3 separate regions of the Mus musculus genome follow, and all the other regions are linked to region 1. The links are chromatin contacts, called in public Hi-C and HiChIP or PLAC-seq maps. All regions are on one chromosome and are shown on one strand. The core of a region is the stretch at or near the end of the contact, and the rest is flanking DNA. Distances in the headings are between cores, read along the strand shown. Region 1 overlaps Ext1 (exostosin glycosyltransferase 1). Region 2 has its middle 64 kb from the start of Ext1. Region 3 overlaps Gm41323 (a long non-coding RNA gene).

Region 1 (4,799 bases), core at 1,001-3,500:
AGCAGCTCAGCTTTGTGCACACTTGTGGGTGTGTATCAGCCAGCAATTCCCACAAGTCCAACAGATCCTCCATGACCCCTGGGACCCATACTTCTCTGTGCCATGTTGTCAAAAGAACCCAGACAGTACAGTGGCCAGCTGGAACCATTTTCCAACTCCCAATTCACGTTTCTCAGTTCAGTCAGTGCCACGGATCAATTTTGTGCGATCCCATGTCCTGACCTTTAAGATTTCTTTTCTCAAAAGTAATTGAAATTTTAAACATTTTATCTGGACTTAGGAAAGGGTATCGGAAACAGGCTTAGAAAACAACAGAGGATGCCCCCCCCCCCCACACACACACACAAGTCACCTGGAGGGAAGTTTTGAGGAGAGAGTCCTACAAAGGGCAGTTGCACGTTGAAGAGGTCAGAGATGAACTGCTCACTAATTTTCTTAATGAGAATTGTATGTCTTCAGACATATGACGCCATGTGGGCTGACCAGAAGCAGCATTGTTTAAAGAAAAGAGTTGGGGCCTTCTTACATTTTCAGCATTTCACCTCTGCCCATGAAGTTGAGCTGTATGGTTGGTGGGATACTTCTGGGATCCTGTCATTCTTTCGCTTGAGTTCTTCAGTGACTCAGATTCACTCTCATGGAATAATGTCTGAGCTCCAGGAGGTAGCAAGCTTATCATCTCCTTAACCCCCTCCCCCTGCCCTGAGCTCTTTAACCATTCCTGACCCACTCCAAATTGGGTGTTTTCCCTCCCCATGGACCCTTTGATCCTGATGGACTACCATTAGCCTAGAAATGCCCATCTTCCAGTGTTTGTAGCTCTTGCTCCGTCATCAGTGCTTAGCAAAGAGTCCTGGAAATCTTCGAGATACACATCCCTGTTCTCATCTTCCTCACCAATGCCTTCTGTAGCCACCCATGCCTTATCTTCCCTGCCCCCCCCCCCCCGCTTCCATATGAACATCTGACAACTTCACAGTGTTTTCACTGGACCACGATCTTCTTAAGACGGACCTAACATGTGGATGGCACACACGCACTCACACACTCATCCAAGAACAGAGATGCACTAGTCTGTATTTCCTTTTCCTCATCACAGGGCACTCTGGAACTTCAGCCACCCCAAGTATTAGCTTTCTGATTTTTTTTCATAAGAGATGTGACTCAAATCTGGGTATAAACAGAGAAGAATCATTACTTAGAAGGGACGGGGCTGGCAGAAAAAGAGCAGCTGTGATGTTCACCCAGTTCATAAGTAAATACTCGAGACAAACTATCACCTCAGGCAGCCTGGAATTGTGTGAGTCTGAAGATTAGAGGCTCATTGCTGGCTTCTTGCCTGTCCACTGTGGCTAGCGAAAAAGCAGGATCATTTGGCCAACGTGCTTGTGAGAGAGGATCTGTGGGAACCCTGGGAAGACAGCAAGCCACAGCAGCGGCTTCCTTCCTTGTACAGCTTCTGATGAGGAGAAAGCTTTTAAACTACACACTGCTGCTGTGTGGGGAGCTGCGGCTTCTGCTTTCATTTTCTTTTAACGGGTCTGCTCCTCGTTTGTCTCTTGGCTGTCTTTGCAAAACTGTTTTTTTGTTTTTTTCATTGTTGGTAGTTTTTAAAAAATGTTTATTCCATTCCTTCTGATATAATTTGCCATAATAACCTGCAATTGCATACTACTTTCCTGATTATACTGCATGTACATAATTTCATTTGAGCTTCACAGCTTTGAGACTGACAGAAGCTAAGAGATGTGCATGGGGGTCTCGCAGGAGAGCCACACTCCAGATTCTTCAGCCCAGGTCTCCTCATTGACAGCTGCCTGTGTTTCTGATAATCTGCTGGCTCCCTTCAGCTGAAGTGATTACAGCTATCTTTTGCAGAAATGCTCATAAGGTGCTGTACTTTAATTAAAATGTATCGTTTGGAAGCCGGGCGTGGTGGTGCACACCTTTAATCCCAGTACTCGGGAGACAGAGGCAGGCGGATTTCTGAGTTCAAGGCCAGCCTGGTCTACAAAGTGAGTTCCAGGACAGCCAGGGCTACACAGAGAAACCCTGTCTAGGGAGAAAAGAAATTAAAAAGAAAAAGAAAAGAATGTATCATTTGGTCAGGTCAGTAGAAGGATCAACCCCTTTGGATGAACCAGGAAACTAAGCCCAGACAAATTAGTATTTCCCAAGATTGCCCAGTTTGTGGATGGTAAGCATAGACTGTGAACCCAGGTTTGGCTGCTTGACCACTGAGCTCTTGTTTACTAAGTTTTTAGCTACCAGTTCCCTGCTGCACAAAATGTACTGGGCATTACAATGGACTCACATAGAATCCAAGGCTCTTTCCCAAGAGTTCTGGATTCAGCAGGCCTGGGTGATCCTGAGATCTGTGCAGTTCCCTGGTACCACAGGTGATACAAGTGGCAGGGACAACACTTGGTGGAATGGTATGAACCACTCTGTCTCCCTTGCCTAGTCACACTGACTCACTATTAGTGAGTCATCTTATGTGGTGAGGGAAGACTTCAAATAACATTCCATAGCATATCTGAAATGGGGTTATATTCTGTACCTTATTCAGTACAACTCTAGGAAGAAAACTATTATACCTATTGCATGGTACTGGCTTCCAGGTTAAAGTCAGGGTCATGTCGTTTTTATTGCACATTTTCTGTGGAGCCACTTAGAAAGGCTCTTCTATCTCCTGCATCATTACCTCTGGAGTGTGGACTGTAATGCCACAAAGGGGAGACAACTGGTTTACCAGCTGAAGCTGCAAATTCTCTGAAAGCAGTTGATACCTCTCCTGTCTCACTGTGTGTGTGTGTGTGTGTGTGTGTGTGTGTGTGTTTTAAGTTGTATGTGATTATAGCATGTCTTACATCTCCTGACTTAATAAGATGAACTGGTCTACTTTAGAAGATTGTCTCCCCACTTGACCTATAAAGTCTGTCTCCCCCACCTCTAACCAATGGTAGCGACTACTCCGTTCTCCGGCCCCGTCGTTATATGCTGTCACAAGTGTTATGAAAATGGAGCAATGTAGTGTGTACCCTTTAGAGGGTGGCTTTGGACTCGGCATTAGCATCCTCGAGGTCCTTGTGTACTTAAGTAGTTTGATCCGTGTTCTTTTACTTCATTATGTTTTATTCATCTGAGAAGTGATCTAGGCTATGTGTATACCACAATCTTGCCTCATTCATACTTGGAAGGGTATCCAGTGTATACATTTGTGGACAGTTCTCCTATGTAAAAATGCCTTCATTTCTCTGGGATAAATGCCTAAGTACAGTGCTGGGTCATATGAAAAGTCCATTTTTAGTTTGAGAAGGAACTGCCAGATTGTCCCCAAAACAGCCTTACCATTTTCCTCTCATTGTAGCCCCCAAGGAAGAGCTCTTGTTTTTCTTGTTTTCCATGTTTCTATCTGTGCTTGTTCTCATGTGTCCTCTTAGATCATACACTGTCCTGCAGGGAGCAAGTGGCACCTCCTTGTGTTTTGGGTTGATTTCCGTTCCTTCAATGACTAACGATACTCAGTATCTTCCTGTGTTCTTCTTGGTGCTTTATTCATTTTCTTTGGGAAAAATATCAGTTCAAATTGTTAGCCCATGTTTACATTGGATTCTCTTATTGTTGTATCAGAAGTGTTTTTTCCATAGTCTAGACCAGTGTTTCTCAACCTGTGGGCCTCAAACCCTTCGGAGGTCACATATAATATACTTGCATTATAATTTACAACAGTAGCAAAATTACAGTTATGAAGTAGCAATGAAATAACTTTATGTTTAGGGTCACCACAACATAAGGAACTATATTAAAGGGTCACAGACTTCGGAAAGTAGAGGGCCATGGTTTTAGACAAAGTTTCTTAGGAGATGGATGATTTGAAAGTATTTCTGCTTCAGGAGATTGTCTTTTTCCCTTCCAGGAAGGAGCTTCTAGAGTTGAGTTCTCATAGGCAGAGATAGAAACCTGTATAATGAGACAAGCCATGACATAGATGCCAGTCACCGAAGGCTGGGGAGATTTTCTCAGACCTTGTACGCGCGCACACACACACACACACACACACACACACACACACCATCCCTCTGTCTTATGCATTTGGCACTACTCAAGAAAGTTTAAATCAAACTGTTGGGTTTTTTTTTTTTTTTCATTAATAAAGTGTTGGTTTGGGGAGAGAATTCCACAGGGTCTGGCTATGTCACACTGGAGTGATGATTCTAGTTTTCTCTGGTGATGGGGATGACTTTAAGAGATTTTACAGCCTTTTTTGTTTGTTTGTTTGTTTGTTTGTTTGTTTGTTTCTTCAAGAAAGGGTTTCTCTGTTTCGTTTTGGTTGTCCTGGAACTAGTTCTATAGACCAGCTGGCTTTGAACTCATGGAGATCAGCCTGCCTCTGCCTCACTGCTGGGATTAAAGGCATATGCCTTCACTGTCCCGCTTGAGATTTTAAATCTTATCAATTAGGTTCAATCTTGGGCAGATAAAGCAACTGCCTTTGGATAGTGTCTGTCTGAATGTGACAGTATCATCAGAAGTGTTTTTTTTTTAAGGACACATGAATATATGCTCAGGTTCAGTGAAGCAAGAGAGCATCACAGGAGACCGAGTTAAAGAATTCCAAAGCAGGAAATGCCCCAAGTGAAGCCAGTAACTGGCCCAACTAAGGTCATCATCATCCGTTCTCTTGAAACAACTCAGTATTTCATGAATTCCTCAACCATAGAATCTAAAAGAGAAAAAGGTTCATGGGCTGAGCGTGCTTAAAAGTTGCAATGGAAAATATTTCTTTCAGTTACCTT
Region 2 (4,587 bases), core at 1,836-4,335, 300 kb before region 1:
TGAGGTGCTTGATCCACTTACCCCATAATGGAAGACAATATGTCTCCCAGAAACTATACACCACCAAATATACAGTGCCAGGTATATGTATGTCTTTTCTGGTTGTTGGTCAATGGAATCCAAAAACATTACAAAATATTACCATATCTCTAGGTAACCCTTCAGAACTTAATGGTGATACCCTATTGCCAAAGACACCACATCCTTCAATCATGGCACATAGAGAAATCAAGCTGAGACTGACCTGGCTTTATCATCACTGGCTAACTTTCCTAGTGCTGGAAAGCTCTATGCACAGAGAGTAGAAAAGTAATCAACAATTTTACCCATTTGTGAGATATATCACCTTGCCTGTCAAGATATGTTCAATGAAGCAAAAATGACAAGAGCGTTATGGAAGTAACCAACCACTTCCTGGTTGGATTTAAGGCAGGTTTTTGAAATGAAATCCATTCTTGAGAGCATTAACTAGGCCAAAAACTATAGCTAGCTAGATCATACACCCCAGGGGAGAGCTTAATGCTTAATACTGTGTTAAATCAAGTTAGGAATAATCTGACCCCCATGCTCTTAACTTTATACACACAGATAAATACGCCTCTCAACCTTCATCAGAGACAATTATTCTTGTAGTAGATAACAATTAAAACAAAGACTCTGCATGGTGTACAGAGAAAAAGAGACTGTGGAAGTACTCAGCATTAAATAAGACATCTACATCACAGACCCCTCTCCAAGGCTCAAAGTTTGGGGAAGAGAGGACCAAATGGTTGTAAGAGCCAGATGTTGTGGGTGGACATCTCCAGCAAAACAGTATTTACCACACATTACAGGGCATACACACATGAGCTCACAGTGCCTGAAGCTGAATGCACAGAACTTCACAAGATCAAGGCAGCCACAAATTTCAGTATGGGTTGGGGTGGGTCTCATGAAGTCCTATCCCTAGTTGAAGAGCTATTGGCAATTGGTAGCTACTAAGGGAAGGAAAATCAGTGTTTTTCAGGGATGAGGTTCCATGTTCTAGTCGATGGTCCTAAACCCACGCACATACAAAGAACACTAAGTAAATTCGGTGCATATTATACACGCATGCGCACACACACAAACTTATATATAATTAACATGAATTTAGGAGGGAAAAGTATGAAGTGATATGGTGAATAAGAAGAAAGGGAGTGATCTGGGTTTGATCACAACACATTAGAAGCACGTATGAAATTCATCAACAAAAAAGTACATTAAGGGTCTGGAGAGATGACTCAGCAGTTAAGAGCACTGACTGCTCTTCCAGAGGGCCTGAGTTCAATTCCAGGCAACCACATGGTGGCTCACAACCATCTGTAATCAGATCTGATACCCTCTTCTATTGTGTCTGAGGATAGTTACAATGTACTCACATACTTTAAATAAACAAATCTTAAAAAAAAAAGTACATTAAAATTTCAGAATAAAAAAAAAAAAACCTTTTCACTGAACATTCATTTGTGCTATTTTTGATTCTCTCCAGTGCATAGATTATCATCTCATTGATAAAGAAAAGCTTCCTATGGGGGCAAAAACAGTCTCCTACAGGAAAAATAAGTAAAAATAAGACTGGTTTCCATAAGTAAATGATTCTTGTTTACTAAGATTTTTCTGCATATTTATGAAGCTATACCAAACTAGCAGGTAAAGCTTTAGACTAGGTACAAAAGATGATGTGAGGAAATATTTTACACTATGGACTTTTGTCATGTTTAGTTATATAGTGAAGAATGACTAATATAACGCATTAAGGAAAAGGAGGAGTGACCTGTTAGACTCCCTTACCAATCCTGTCAGCCTGCCTAAGGTAGGAGGCTTTTTAATCACTGGTGGCTCTAGATAGCAGCTGCACTTGGCAAGATCGAAGTCAAATGTAGTCACATTCATTATGTGACCCTTCATAGATTTTCAGCTACCATTTAAAAAATCTGGTTTTGATAATGAATGGAGCTATGCCCTGCTTTATAGCAGAACAGAAATCCACTACCAGCGGTGCACTTTTCCAAGTCTTAATTACTCCTAAATCAAGAAATTCTTGTTATTTTAAGTCTCAAATTCTTATTCCAATACTAAATTTTAAAACTTTTACCTAGGCTAGGTAAGAAGTTAGGAGGTGGGGCTGTCTCATTTTGTTTTCCTAAGGATTTCTGCTCCTAATTTTAAATTCTTGGAGACAAGTATTAAGTAGACCTTTGACCTTTCTTTCTCTAGGTAAACAACACAAACTCATTTAAGTTCTCCCAGAGGTTCTGTTTGCCAATTATTTGGCCATCTCCCTGATATTTTCCAAATGCTTTCTGCTCTGTTATATTTCTTCTTCTAAGCTAAAAAACAAAACAAAACAAAAACAAACAAACAAACAAAAACAAAAAAACAAAAATTCAGCATGGTCTTTATGTCCCAGTTGGTGCCAAGTAGTAATCATTTGCCCTTGGGTCGATCTTTGAGAAAGTATCAACCAGACTTCTCAGAGTTGACATTCAGGGCTGTGGAGAAGGGTCTGTCTCTGTTCAGTTTCCCCAGACTCCGCTGACACCTCAAATACTTGCTGTTAGTTTTAAGGCTTCAAAATCTTAATCTATATTTTGTCTCTTCTATAATGACTCCAAGATGTTAATTGTTCTTTATATTTTTATTCTTTCTGCTAAGACTGTGTTGCAAATAATCTAGATCTATGCTTTCTAAATATATGGAAGATCATATAGTGTACTCAGACTGGACATATACCATTCTACAATACTAAACATGGTATTCAACTAATTGTTTCCCAAAACTGATGCAAAGATAAAACAGAAAACAAAACAAAACAAAAAAAGGGGGCAAAATTTCTGTAAAAATGTGCCCCCAAATGGATGAGAAACCTAAGAAAAGCTATGGCCATAATAAAGACTCATGTTTATTGAATGCTAATACTGTTCTGGGCACTATGTTGTGTTCATTTCTTACATTAGATTCTTTAAAGGAAGACTAATAGACAAGGAATTGATATAGATCATTTATTAAGGGCAGCTCAGTAAAGAAAGAGGAAGTAAAATAGGGGAAGTGTTAAACACTGAGCAAGGGGTGACCCTTTAAGAAGACTTGTATAAGACACCATCAGGTTTGAGGCCAGAGTTCAGTATTCCCCAGATAGGACCACTGTGTCTGTTCCATTGCTCTGGAGGTGAATGAGTTCCCATGCATATCCACCTCTGTGTGAACAGGCAAAGCAGCTCTAGCAGCTTAAGGAGAATCTTTTGGAAAGATGTCTAGGTAGACACCTTTGGAAGAACAAAGAGGCCAGATGCTTTCATTACCTTTCCATTGCTATGATAAGACACCATGACCAAGGTAACTTATAGAAGAAAGGGTTCATTTGGGGCTTACAGTTTCTGAGGGTTAGAGTCCATGATGTTCATGTTGAGGATATGAAGCACGACAGCAGGACAGGAATGTTGTTGAAGCAGTAGCTGAAAGCCTGCATCTTGATACACAAGTATGAGGCAGGGAAAGCTAATTGAAAATGGTATGGGCTTTTGAAACTTCAAAGCACATCCCTAGTAACCTACTTCTTCCAACAAGGCCACACTTCCCTATCCTTCCCAAAGAGTTCCACTAACTGGAGACTAACTACTCAAATAAATAGTCCTATGAGGACCATTCTCATTCTGATGATCATACCAAGTACACTGATTAGTTTCCGTGAATTTGACACAAACTTAGACATATCTTGGAAAATGGGATCATAACTGATTAAGTGCCTGTATAAGATTAGCCTATAGGCAAGTGTGAAAGGTATTTTCTTGATTAATAATTGATGTGGAAGAGGCTGGCCTACTGTGGATAGTGGCATACCTGGGCATAGATGGTCATGGGGTGGCAGTTTATTTCTGGAACATGAGGACCTTAGTTGTATGACTGTTTTAGTTAGAATTTCTATGTTGGATAAAACACAAGAGTCGAAAAACAAATCAGAGAGGGAAGGGTTTATGTAGTTTATACTTGAACTCTGTAGTCCATCATTGAAAGAAGCCAGGACAGGAACTCAAAAAGGACAGGATCCTGGAGGCAAGACCTGATGCAGAAGTCACAGAGAGGAGCTGCTCACTGGCTTGCTCCTTGTGGCTTGCTTAACCTGCTTTCCTATAAAATACAGGACCACTAACTCAAGGGTGACCCCACCTACAATGGGCTGGGCATTCTTCCATCAATCACTAATTAAGAAAATGCCTCCACAGCACCCAGAGGAGGCTCCACTACCAGGCGTTCTAGCACTCCCAGGATTGTAGGATCGGGGTGAGTAGGACACAACATCTGTTCCAAAACAACCAGGACTAACTGGAACCAACAGGATCCAGGATCAGGAACCCCAACCGACCAGTGCCATGGGTTCCATCTGGTCTGTGCAGATTTACCTTGGGAGTGAACTCTACAGCCAGTCTCACAGCACCCAGAGAAGGCTCAAATTCCAGTCAATCTAATACACCCAGGATCACAGGATCATAGGATCCCTGGAGCTTGGTCACACCTGGTTCTCAGGGTCCCAGAGGCAGCTTGCATCCCAAGAACTCTGACACACCC
Region 3 (4,634 bases), core at 417-2,916, 360 kb after region 1:
TGTGTTTGAGGAGATCCTAAAAAACCAACTGCACAGTAACAGGGAAATAGTTTTAAAATAAGGACTCCTAAAACAACAACAACAACAACAACAAATTCTAGGTGTCATTTTATAAGAGGGAGAGAAGGCAAGAAAGAGTGATAGCGATAGACCAAGAGGGAGAGGGAGAGGGGGGGAGAGCGAAGAGTTTCTGGAGATTAAACCCAGAGCTTTAGGCAGGCTAGAAAAATTTCATCACGTTGGAGGTAAACCTCAGCCCTAAAAGAACATTTTAATAGATAGCTCAATTACTCTTTGTAACATTACATTGTAGATACAGTATTTCAGTGAGATTTCCGGGTGGTATCATCTGTGCATTTTGACCAAGGAGAGAATAAACAGGAACAACCAGTCCATTGCATGAAGAATTAGTACATTGAAAATGCCAGTGCCTTCGCATACTTATGTAAAGTTACTGTGCCAAGATCCAGCATGCCTGACTTACACAGGTTACCTGTGTATGCTAGTTCTCTGGGAACACAACACTGATCTATAGCATTTTCCTATCGAGATGTTGTTAGCTTTCCCACAGTGCCTGACACATGCTGCTAAGGGGCATCTCTGAAAGAAGATCTAGGAAGACCATAAAGAATCAGCTCCTGAGAGGCTGTGCCAGCTGATAGAGCTCACCACAGGGGAGCCCTCACAAACCAGGCCTAGAAAGAAGTGTAAATACAGGGCTACGGCAGCACTGCATATAAAGGAATTCTATATAATGGAATATATAACAAGTATATGCCAACTGGAAGTTTATACTAAATTTAAGGATAGTGATCTATGACCCCCCCACCCCCCCAAAAATCTAAAATACATGTTTAGCCAGGCTGTGGGGACACAAGTCTTTAATCCTAGCACTTGGAAGGCAGAATCAGGTAGATTTTTGTAAGTTCAAGGCCAGCCTGGTTTACATAGTCAATTCCAAGACTACAGAGAAACCTCTAAAAACCAAACCAACCCAAACCAACCCAAACCAACCCAAACCAACCAACCAAACAAACAAACAAACAAAACAGATAGTGGTCTAAATAGTTAGGCTGGGCCAGAGATTAGATAGAAAACTGTCTTATGTAAATGAGATAAGTTTGCAGATGGAAGTCTTATAGATCTTGTTAAAATGCAATCTTCTTCTTCAGCACACTCTAGGGTATGGCCTGAGAGTCAACGCTGCTAATGTACTTCCTGTGGGGATAAGGGTGTTGGTCTGTGGGCTGCCCTCTCATAACCTCTGACTGCACTCAAAATAAGCCGACCTATTACCATTTTTTTTTTGATCTGCTGTCAAAGCCACAGAATTTAACAGTATAAACCACCATGCAGCTGCACCCAACAAGCATGAGAGGAGGTGGAGGCAGCGTCAGACAGCAGAAGACTGTCCTTCTATCTATCTGAACAACTCAATAATGTTCTGCTATTGGGTGATGAAAGTCCTGGTGGGCTAGGGAAGGTCTTTTTGGCCTAGAAGCAGGAACAAAACACAAAACAGTCAATCAATCAATCAAACAAACAAACAAGCAGTCAACTTGCAGATTATGTGGCTGTGATGGTTTGAATATGCTTGGGTCATGGAAGTAGCAGTATTAGGAGTGTGGCCTTGTTGGAGGAGGTGTGGCCTTGTTGGAGGAAGTGTGCCAATGTAGAGGTGGGCTTTGAGGTTTCCTCCTGTGCTCAAGTTCCACACAGTGTAGAAGAGGGTGTCCTCCTGCCTGCCTTCAGATCAAGATGTAGAACTCTCAGCTCCTTCTCCAGCACCATGTCTGCCTGGATGTTGCCATGCTTCCCACCATGATGATAATGGACTGAACCTCTGCAACTGTAAGCCAGCCCCAATTAAATGTTGTTCTTTAGGAACGTTTCCTTGCTCACAGTGTCTCTTCACAGCAATGGAAACCCTAACAAGGACAGTGGGTGACTTAGACTGTGGGGCAGAAAATCTCACTGGGAAATCTGTTTTACTCCAGATGAGAGAGTCAGTTCCCAGACACACAGCCATTCTTTCCAGGCAGCCCTTGACCCACAGAGTGACTCCTCAGCTCCTCTAAGAACAAAGTACTGAAGTTAAAAACTGTTGGTTACAACTACCACAAGAATAGCTACCCCATTGGTTTTGAGCTAAAATCACCTCCTTTAAGATACAAGACTCAGCCCTGTCAATCGCTAAGTCTGGCGCATGAGCTGGACCTCACTGTCATTGATCTGACTGGTTTGTTGTTGGTTTCTTTTTCCATCACTTGCTCCATTCCTTCTTCCTTCTTGGCAGGACAATCTCCAACAGCAATGCTGAGACATCCATGCAGCCACACTCCCATGGCTTTTGGTGTGGTTTGTGTCTGTCAAATAGTTTGTTTCTTTGGTGGACTTGGATAAAAATTCCTTTCTTAATAAAAAGAGAAACTGCAGCAAAAGAAAATTCTACTCTCTTTTTCCTTCCCTTTAGTTCTAATGGATAAACAAATGATAGTTGGGGCTGCTACAGCCCTCATGGTGTGTGAGACTAGAAGCCTATAGACAAAGAGCCAGCACACTATGGAGACATAAGCGGGAGAATGAGTAGAGCTAAGGTCCTTGATATAAATATTATTGGCGAGCTCTTAACCTAACCCTGTGACCTAGAATTCTAGAATCCTTAAGTGATTTTATCCCCTACAGTTAGGTACCCTTATATCTTATAGGTAGCCTTATACCTTATTGATATACAAGTTACTTAGCCTGTTTGACCCTAAACTTTCTCATCTAATAATTGAGGATAATACCACGCAGGAATGTGAGGAGTAATTAATGATTTGATCTTTATGCTCTATCATACCAGTTCACCTGTATGATGCTCTCCACCCATTTGGCTTATTAGTTACTGTTTGGAGACAGTTTTCTGAGTCCAGCCATCTCAGAAACAAGTTCTACCTTGTTGACAGGGTCAAACCTGAGTTCATGTTCTCAGGTCCTGGAACCCAACTACTATCCTGCTTCTTCAGATGTTTCATGTTTTTCTGCTAACCAGGAAAGGATGTAAAAATGAAAGTTGCTGTTATCTTGTTGTCTAAATTACAAGCACACAAGTCATAAATGCATCGCCTGTCTTGACTTAATTGACCACGTGCTGCTTGCCCACTCCTTTGTTCCTATATCATTATAAATTCTAGGTCAGAGTCCAGGAAGGGACCTGACTGCAAAAGGTGACTCAAGGATCCTGAAACTTGGAGACCTGGATACGTCCCAGTCACCAACTTTAACTTCCCTGCTTAATGCCTTGTGTTGAAATATGATTGGTCAAGGCAACAGCCCTCCCTCCTCCCCCTTGCTTTGTGTTGTCATCCCATAAAATTGTTGTACAATCTCCCTTTGGGGAGTCAGTTCAGATTCCAAACTGGCACCCTTTCGAATGTGCAGAAAATAAAGCTTTCATTTTTAAACTTCTGTCTCTGAAGTGAGTTTTCTCAGCTTCTACCCCAAATGCAAAAGTTACAAGTATAGAAATCTTTTGAGTAACGTGAAGATTGCTAGATGGTTGATGATTTGATGAACCTTCTATTAGAGGAAATTAACACACATAGCACGGTGCCTGGTTTCATTGAGACTGCTGCGTTGGATCACTTTACATAGATGTGCCAATGAGTGTACGTACATTCATATCTTTTTATTCCAACCATACTTTCCTGAGTTTCTAAGGAAGTATTCACTTTATATCCGGGGAGACAAGTTTTTAGAGCATCGTTCAATGGCTCAGAAAGCATCCTTCTTATATACACTAACTACATACACTCAGTGCTGCTGGAGAGCACAAACATGGTTTGGGGCTTAGGTTTCATTATCCCCCTTTCCTAGCTACATTCTACAAGTCCTTGTGAGCTTCAGCAGGCACAAAGTTTGCCAGAGCCTTGGAAAGGTGCACATTGATCTAATATGAAAGCATTGTGAACCTCATTGTCCCCCCAGATGAGGGACAGCTGACTGGTAAAACTGCCACCACTTTATTTCCCTTACTCTGTCCTTTCAGAAGTGGCTGCTCTCACTGTCACAGGGAGTTGTTGAAATCGTCTTTATTTTTCTGCAGCTTCGAAAGCAATCAACTTGTCTATGAAAATCATCCTCCATTGTCAAGACAACAATAGCCCTGGCAAACTCCTCTCTGTCTTCAAGTAGGTTTTGAAAGGCATCATCTTTTCCAATTCCAGAGAGGAAGGAAGTGCCTAAAATTCTGCTTCTGAAGTGCTAGGTAAAACACCCTCAGGTCTCTCTCCCTTTTCCACAAGATGGAGAACTGGCCATTCCTTGTTGGGAAATTCTTAAGGGGATAGAATTGACAACTTAACTCCAATTACTCTGACTGCCTTTTTCTTTAGAGTACAGTACACTTTAAGATTTGAGAACTCTTTATTTAGTAAAAATTGGCCACATAATGACACCCTGTGATTGTGACATGTCACAAAATTGAGGACTAAAATGTTGCTTGAAAAATAGTTTTCACGAGGATAATGCTAACTGATTGAGGAAGAGGCTCCATATTTTCTTTCTAGACAATTCTGTTTTGTACCTAGTCAAGTAGGGGCACTTCTTCAAGAGTAGACTGCAGTCTTTGTGTACAAAAGCTTTACAGTAAC

What was found. Hi-C and Micro-C count contacts between places; a contact is called where the count stands out from the background. HiChIP or PLAC-seq counts read pairs in DNA pulled down with a chosen protein or histone mark.
Region 2: a contact with region 1 is called in an H3K4me3 HiChIP or PLAC-seq map of bone marrow-derived macrophages, with 4 times the contacts expected there. The contact joins two enhancer-like sites. A contact is called at or near these places in 2 of 484 Hi-C or Micro-C datasets (centrocytes and nephron progenitors), 2 of 115 datasets of contacts at active chromatin or transcription factors (bone marrow-derived macrophages and microglia) and 2 of 9 other capture datasets (embryonic stem cells and liver).
Region 3: a Hi-C map of CD8 T cells shows a contact between it and region 1, with 2.4 times the contacts expected there. The contact joins two enhancer-like sites. A contact is called at or near these places in 1 of 484 Hi-C or Micro-C datasets (CD8 T cells) and 1 of 115 datasets of contacts at active chromatin or transcription factors (memory CD8 T cells).

The regions. Positions count from the first base shown.
Region 1 is chr15:53,110,597-53,115,395 of GRCm38.p6, reverse strand. All of the region lies in intron 1 of Ext1 (exostosin glycosyltransferase 1), which reads left to right. Among named protein-coding and RNA genes, the nearest start is that of Gm41323, 180 kb to the right of the region's middle. Within about 2 kb of position 2,250, at least 126 of the 459 cell types and tissues checked have an H3K27ac peak or open chromatin away from gene starts, as enhancers often do. A contact at or near this core is called in CD8 T cells, bone marrow-derived macrophages and memory CD8 T cells, where this site is marked.
Region 2 is chr15:53,407,894-53,412,480 of GRCm38.p6, reverse strand. It overlaps a transcript of Samd12 not described here. Among named protein-coding and RNA genes, the nearest start is that of Ext1, 64 kb to the right of the region's middle. Within about 2 kb of position 3,085, at least 19 of the 459 cell types and tissues checked have an H3K27ac peak or open chromatin away from gene starts, as enhancers often do. A contact at or near this core is called in bone marrow-derived macrophages, where this site is marked.
Region 3 is chr15:52,750,518-52,755,151 of GRCm38.p6, reverse strand. All of the region lies in intron 3 of Gm41323 (a long non-coding RNA gene), which reads left to right. Among named protein-coding and RNA genes, the nearest start is that of Gm34794, 33 kb to the left of the region's middle. Within about 2 kb of position 1,666, at least 56 of the 459 cell types and tissues checked have an H3K27ac peak or open chromatin away from gene starts, as enhancers often do. A contact at or near this core is called in CD8 T cells and memory CD8 T cells, where this site is marked.